Regions from separate parts of the Danio rerio genome. Here region 2 is linked to region 1. The links are chromatin contacts, called in public Hi-C maps. All regions are on one chromosome and are shown on one strand. Each heading gives the region's core, a stretch centred on a gene start, on an enhancer-like site or on the middle of the called end of the contact. The rest is flanking DNA. Distances are from core to core; before and after follow the strand shown. Region 1 has its middle 18 kb from the start of crybb1l2. Region 2 holds the start of rtn4rl2a (reticulon 4 receptor-like 2 a).

The links. A called contact is a pair of places that touch in the nucleus more often than the background predicts.
Region 2: a contact with region 1 is called in a Hi-C map of an unstated tissue, with 2.4 times the contacts expected there. The contact joins the promoter of rtn4rl2a here to the enhancer-like site in region 1.

What each region holds. Positions count from the first base shown.
Region 1 is chr1:47,715,161-47,718,235 of GRCz12tu, forward strand. No RefSeq gene overlaps it. Among named protein-coding and RNA genes, the nearest start is that of crybb1l2, 18 kb to the left of the region's middle. Within about 2 kb of position 1,456, at least 4 of the 62 cell types and tissues checked have an H3K27ac peak or open chromatin away from gene starts, as enhancers often do.
Region 2 is chr1:47,748,716-47,751,790 of GRCz12tu, forward strand. rtn4rl2a (reticulon 4 receptor-like 2 a) reads left to right here and starts at 1,677. Exons shown (of 3, transcript NM_203479.1): 1 at 1,677-1,837; 2 at 2,559-2,785; 3 at 2,972-3,075. The coding sequence starts at 1,780.

The sequences.
Region 1 (3,075 bases), core at 206-2,705:
TTCTTTTGTATTTTTTGTATTGTATATGACTTTTGACCAGATACATTAATCCTGGTACTGAAAAAATATTGCTACTATTTAAAGTAAGGTGTTACAACTAACCCTCTGTCTGTCACGACTTGCCCCGCAGGTGGGGTAAATAGTAACATTTATACTCCTGGCACTTTTGACAACACTGCACAGAAACCATAGGTCTGGCGATCATACAACCAGTGCTCATTTGTAGGAGAGGCTTGTGTTTTGTTGGTAAAAAAACAAATGGTTGTTCTAACCCCATTACTCTGTTTATTATTTGGTCAAAACCAAAAAGAGTTACTTTGTGCCCCGCTCTCCCCTAACTTTACTGATTGGCATTGATGATACTATGAAGAATCATTAACATCCAATGTAAACCTTCCGTTTGTTTAGAATTTGAAAATGAAAGTACATTTCAGAAAGGGATAAAAAAAAAGGATAGTTCTGCCAAAAATGAAAATTCTGCCAATAAATTACTCAGCCTTCACTTCTTCAAAACCTTTCTTCTGTTAAACAAAAAAGAAGATATTTAGAAAAATGCTGGTTGCTTGGACCCACTGATTTCTGTAGTAATTTTTTTTTCTATTATATCGATGGGTCCCAGCAACCAGCATTCTTTAAAATATCGTCTTTTATGTCCAACAGAGAAAAGAAACTCAAACTGGGTCTAAAACAACACGAGATAGAGATTATTTTATAGCACCACTGTGAAGAACTCTTATTGATTCTTCCTGGGTTTGTTATTATTATTATTTATCTAAGCGTGTATTTCTAGGGTGTCATGGTGGCGCAGTGGGTAGCCCAATCGGCATTACTGTGTGGATTTTGCTTGCCGGTTCGCGTGGGTTTCCTCCAGGTGCTCCGGTTTCCCCAACAGTCCAGTGACAAATATTTGGTATAGGTGAATTGAGTAAGCTAAATTGTCCATAGTGTATGTGTGTGAAAGAGTGTGTATGGGTGTTTCCCAGTGTTGGGTTGCGGCTAGAAAGGCATCTGCTGTGTAAAACATATGCTGGATAAGTTGGCAGTTCATTCCGCTGTGGCGACCACAGATCAATGAAGAGACTAAGCCGAAAAGAAAATGAATGAATGAGTATTTCTACCTGATATGCCTGTTCAAATTATTGAAATTAGCATAATCTTAGTCAGGTTGAATCAGTTATTTATTAGATATTGACTGTAAGATCAGGTTAGCACAGCCTCTCTAACTAATGGATTATTCCATTCAAACACACACACACAGAAAATCTATAGACACATCCCTCTCTGTTTCATCTCTCTTCTTCTGAACTACAGGCATACAGAAATCCTGCAAAAGATTGTGTGTGTGTGTGTGTGTGTGTGTGTGTGTGTGTGTGTGTGTGTGTATGTGTGCGCGCAGTGGGTCTCTTTCTTGCGTCACGGCTGTGTTGTGAGTTAGCTGGGGGAGAAGCGCATCTTTTTCTGGAACTTCCTAAAAAGTCTTTCCGCCGAGAGTGATGTAAGCTATTTGTCTCAGTGTTTAACAAATGAGTGGGCGTCAACCTATCAGCCAGATAGAGAGAGTTAGAGAGATAGTGGAGAGCAGGCAAAAGAGTGAAGACACCTACAAAGCAGCATATTTATCAGACATACGCTGTGAAGAAAGGTGAAAATGTGCAGGTGTTGCCTGAAAGAGACGTTTCTTCTCCATTTAACTCTTCAAACACACATGTAGTGAGTCACATTTACAGTGAATTTAGATTCTATCTGACAAAATAGGTCAACGGTGCACTCCTAGCCAAGTTGTCAACCACAAATCAGATGTGTTCAGATTTTAATACACTGTGAAATTTATAGTATTACTGGCAATTTTGGTTGCTAGTAATACTGTAAAATACTAGAGAGCTTAACTGTAATTTAAGAAATCACATGCAATTACAATAAACACTAGCATCCTCACAACGCAAACACATTTAAAAACGCGCCACATTTTCACACAGCGCAAAAGATTTACAAACATGCATGGCATTTTCTCACAGCGCAAACAATTTACAAACATACATGACATTTTCTCACAGCGCAAACAATTTATGAAAATGTGCTGCATTTTCTCACAACGCAAGCAATTTATGAAAACGTGCTGCATTTTCTCACAGCGCAAACAATTTATGAAAACGTGCTGCATTTTCAGACAACGCAAACAAATTAAGAAAATGTGCTGCATTTTCTCACAAACCAAACAATTTATAAACACGTGCTGCATTTTCTCACAACGCAAACAATTTATTAACATGTGATACATTTTCAGACAACACAAACAATTTACGAAAACGTGCTGCGTTTTCAGAAAATACAAGCAATTTACGAAACGCGCTGCATTTTCACACAACTAAAACAATTTACAAAAACACCCTCATTTTCACACAGTGCAAACAATTTACGAACACGTGCTGCATTTTCTCATAGCACAAGCCATTTACAAAAACACACTGCATTTTCCCACAGTGCAAACAATTTACAAAAACGTGCTGCATTTTCTCACAACACAAACAATTTATGAAAATGTGTTGCATTTTCTCACAATGCAGTTTACAAAAAGGTGCTGCATTTTCTTACAGCGCAAACAATTTACAAAAACACCCTCATTTTCTTACAGCGCAAACAATTTACAAAAATGCATCGCATTTTCTCACAACGTAAACAATTTATGAAAACTTTGCATTTTCACACAACGCAAACAATTTCCGAAAGTGCGCTGCATTTTCACACAATGCAAACAATTTAAGAACACATGTTTTTTTTTTTTGTCTTCACGTTTTAGGGTCCCCTTGAAACATTTCCATTGTGTTCCGTGCTATTTAAAAGTGTTGTAAGAAAATGCAGCATGTTTTTTGTAAATTGTTTGCGTTGTGAGAAAATGCAGCACATGTTCGTAAATTGTTTGCGTTGTGAGAAAATAAGGCCATTTATGCAAGTTGTTTGTGTTGTGAGAAATTGCAGCGCATTTATGTAAATTGTTTGCATTGTGAGAAAATGCAGTGCGTTTTATTCATTTGTTTGCATTGTGAAGATCTGCCGCACATATTCTGTCAAATGGAT
Region 2 (3,075 bases), core at 427-2,926, 34 kb after region 1:
AGCAATTGGTAATAATGTGCCCAAAGTGTGCCAAGAAAATATCCCCCACACCATTACACCACCACTCCAGGCCTGAACTGTTGATGCAAAGCAGGATGGATCTATGCTTTTATGTTGTTGACGCCAATTTTCTGACCCTACCATCTGAATGTCACAGCAGAAATCGAGACTCATCACACCAGGCAACATTTTTCCAATCTTCTATTGTCCAATTTTGGTGAGCCTGTGAGAATTGTAGCCTCAGTTTCCTGTTCTTAGCTGACAGGAGTGACACCCGTTGTGGACTTCTGCCGCTGTAGTCCATCTGCCTCAAGATTTGACGTGTTGTGAGTTCAGAAATGCTCTTCTGCATACCTCGGTTGTAACGAGTGGTTATTTGTGTAACTGTTGTCTTTCTATCAGCTCGAACCAGTCAGGCCATTCTCCTCTGACCTCTGGCATCAACAAGGCATTTGCGCCCACAGGACTGCCGCTCACTGGATATTTGAACCACTCTCTGTACAACCTAGAGATGGTCGTGCTTGAAAGAATCCCGGTAGATCGGCAGTTTATGAAATACTCAGACGAACCTGTCTGACACCAACAACCATGCAACGTTCAAAGTCACTTAAATCACTTTTCTTCTCCATTTTGATGCTTGGTTTGAACTGAAGCAGATCGTTTTGACCATGTCTACATGCCTAAATGTAATGAGTTGCTCCCCTGTGATTAGAAATTGGCATTAACAAGCAGTTGGACAGGTGAACCTAATAAAGTGGCCCGTGAGTGTATGTGTGTATATACACAAAAATTCTCTGTAAGGACATTACACATTTTTACTATTGATGATTTTTTTCAGTGCTTTTTTTCACATACTAAAATAATCATAATTCTAGTTCATCAATACTTAATGTATTTGTTTTGAGTAAGTGACCTGATCAACCTGTTTGAATTATATATATATATATATATATATATATATTTTTTTTTTTTTTTTTATGTTTTATTTAAATCTTGAGTGGGCCAGTGTTGTAAACAATAAAACTATAATCCCCAAACATCTAGAGTAAAAACATGCCTTGGTTTGATCCAGGAAGCTGTCCATATAGGAACTGAGACCAAATTTGGTGTTGGTTTGTTTTTCCTTTTAGCTGTAAGTGACAGTAATTACATTCTTTAGTCACCCATTATCAAATCTGTTAAGGATGATTCCAACACTGGTGCTTCATATTTCTATATTTGAAGTCTTAACCCTTATGTCTCTAGAGCGCAAAGTCTCCCCTGCAAACAATGCGTTTGTTTCATTTGTTTCTGGCGTCTTTTTAATAATGCGGAGGACATAATCCAAGGGGACGGAGATGCAAAGCCAGAAACGAGCTGTGCGCCTCTTTCATGTGCCTCGTGCGCTCCTCCTCGCATGCTCTCCGTTCAGTCATTACCGGGCGCCGTGCCTGCGCGCTCCCCCGCCCTCTCCAAACTACGTCTCCACCATCGTAACTCTGAGCTAAGACGTCTGACTTCCTCGGTCCAAACTGGTGCGCGAGAGCCCTCCCCTCCTCTCTCCGCACCGCCTTTTCCGTTTGCCACCCTCGCTTGGGCTTGACCCGACTGGTGACGTAGAGAGATTCCGTGGTGCCCACAGCCGTAGGCGCGCGCTGCGCTCGGGTATATAATGGGCCCGGGACCCATCAGACGGCACTCTCTCAGTCGCTCCGACTCGGGAACCAGAGCATCAGCGGAGATAGCAGAGAATCAGTCTCTAAACTCCTCAGGCTAACTCGCTCTCGGCTTTGGTTCGGAATGGAAACATCAACTTTTACGCGGAGCCAACGCAGCTCCTTTGCGCACAACTTTAAGAGTAAGTTTCTGCTTTTTCTCTGTTCATTTTTGAGCTTTTGAAATCTGCTTTTGTAACGCTTAAGTTTTGGAAATGGATGTACTGAGATTTGAAGATTGATATATTCAAACGGTTTAGAATTGTATCATTTTTGCATGGTCTTACGCAGCTACAGTTGGTTAGAAAATATTTCGTCTGTGATGCATAATGTGTTTTGTGTTAATGTATTAGTGATTTGAATTAAGTGTTCATTCAAACAAGTGTACGCATAGCCTATATTCAAAGTTTTTAGTTTTTGGAACTTTAAATTGCAATTGTGTGAGAAAAGAGAGACTAATATTCAGAGTATGAAGAATATTTGCAGCATTAGCCTACATTTCCTATCACTGAATGTTGTAACTTTGATTTTGATTATATAATCGCACTTTTTCGACGACTTTAAATTGCTAACGGGCTGAAACTGAAAACACATAACGAAATTACATTGCCACATTGATAGAAAACAAATGCGTTGTATGGATGATAACCTGTTTGTGCGTTTGTAAATTAATTTTGATGCTAATCATTTTTGGAAACTAAATGTAAAACATCAAGCCACTAATATGTTTTAATACAAATTTATGAATTTAAAATGATACTTACGGACTGTTTTGGGGAGCTTTTCTGTGGATAACGAGCAGTATGCATGCGCTAGTAAGACAGTGTGACGTGACGCGCTCTCTCTCTCTCTCTCCTCCATCAGGCGCGCTCTCGCTCTGGCTGGTTGTCTGGCTGGTCGTGGTAAAGCCGGTGCCTGCGCAGAACTGCCCGCACCGGTGTGTGTGTTATCCGACCCCAATGACGGTGAGCTGCCAGGCGCAGAACTTTACCATTGTACCCCACGGCATGCCCTACGAATCCCAGCGCGTTTTTCTGCAGAACAACCGCATTACTGAACTGAGAGTGGGGTCTTTTGCTTTTGGCACACAGGTAAGGAACTTTATATGGATAGAATAAAACATTTAATATAATTACGTTTATAAATACAGATTAGAGAATTATATGCCATTTTTGTTGTTGAGTTTACTAATTTTGTTTTTCCTCTCAATATCTTCACCTCATTTTTCTCTTTCTCTGCCTTTCTACTTTTCTATACTTCAATTCATCACATACCAGGTTTTGTGGCTCTTCTCCAACAACATCACTTGGATTGAGGCCGGTGCATTCAGTGAGTTGCGCGATCTGGAGGAGCTCGATCTAGGTGACAACCCAAACCTGCA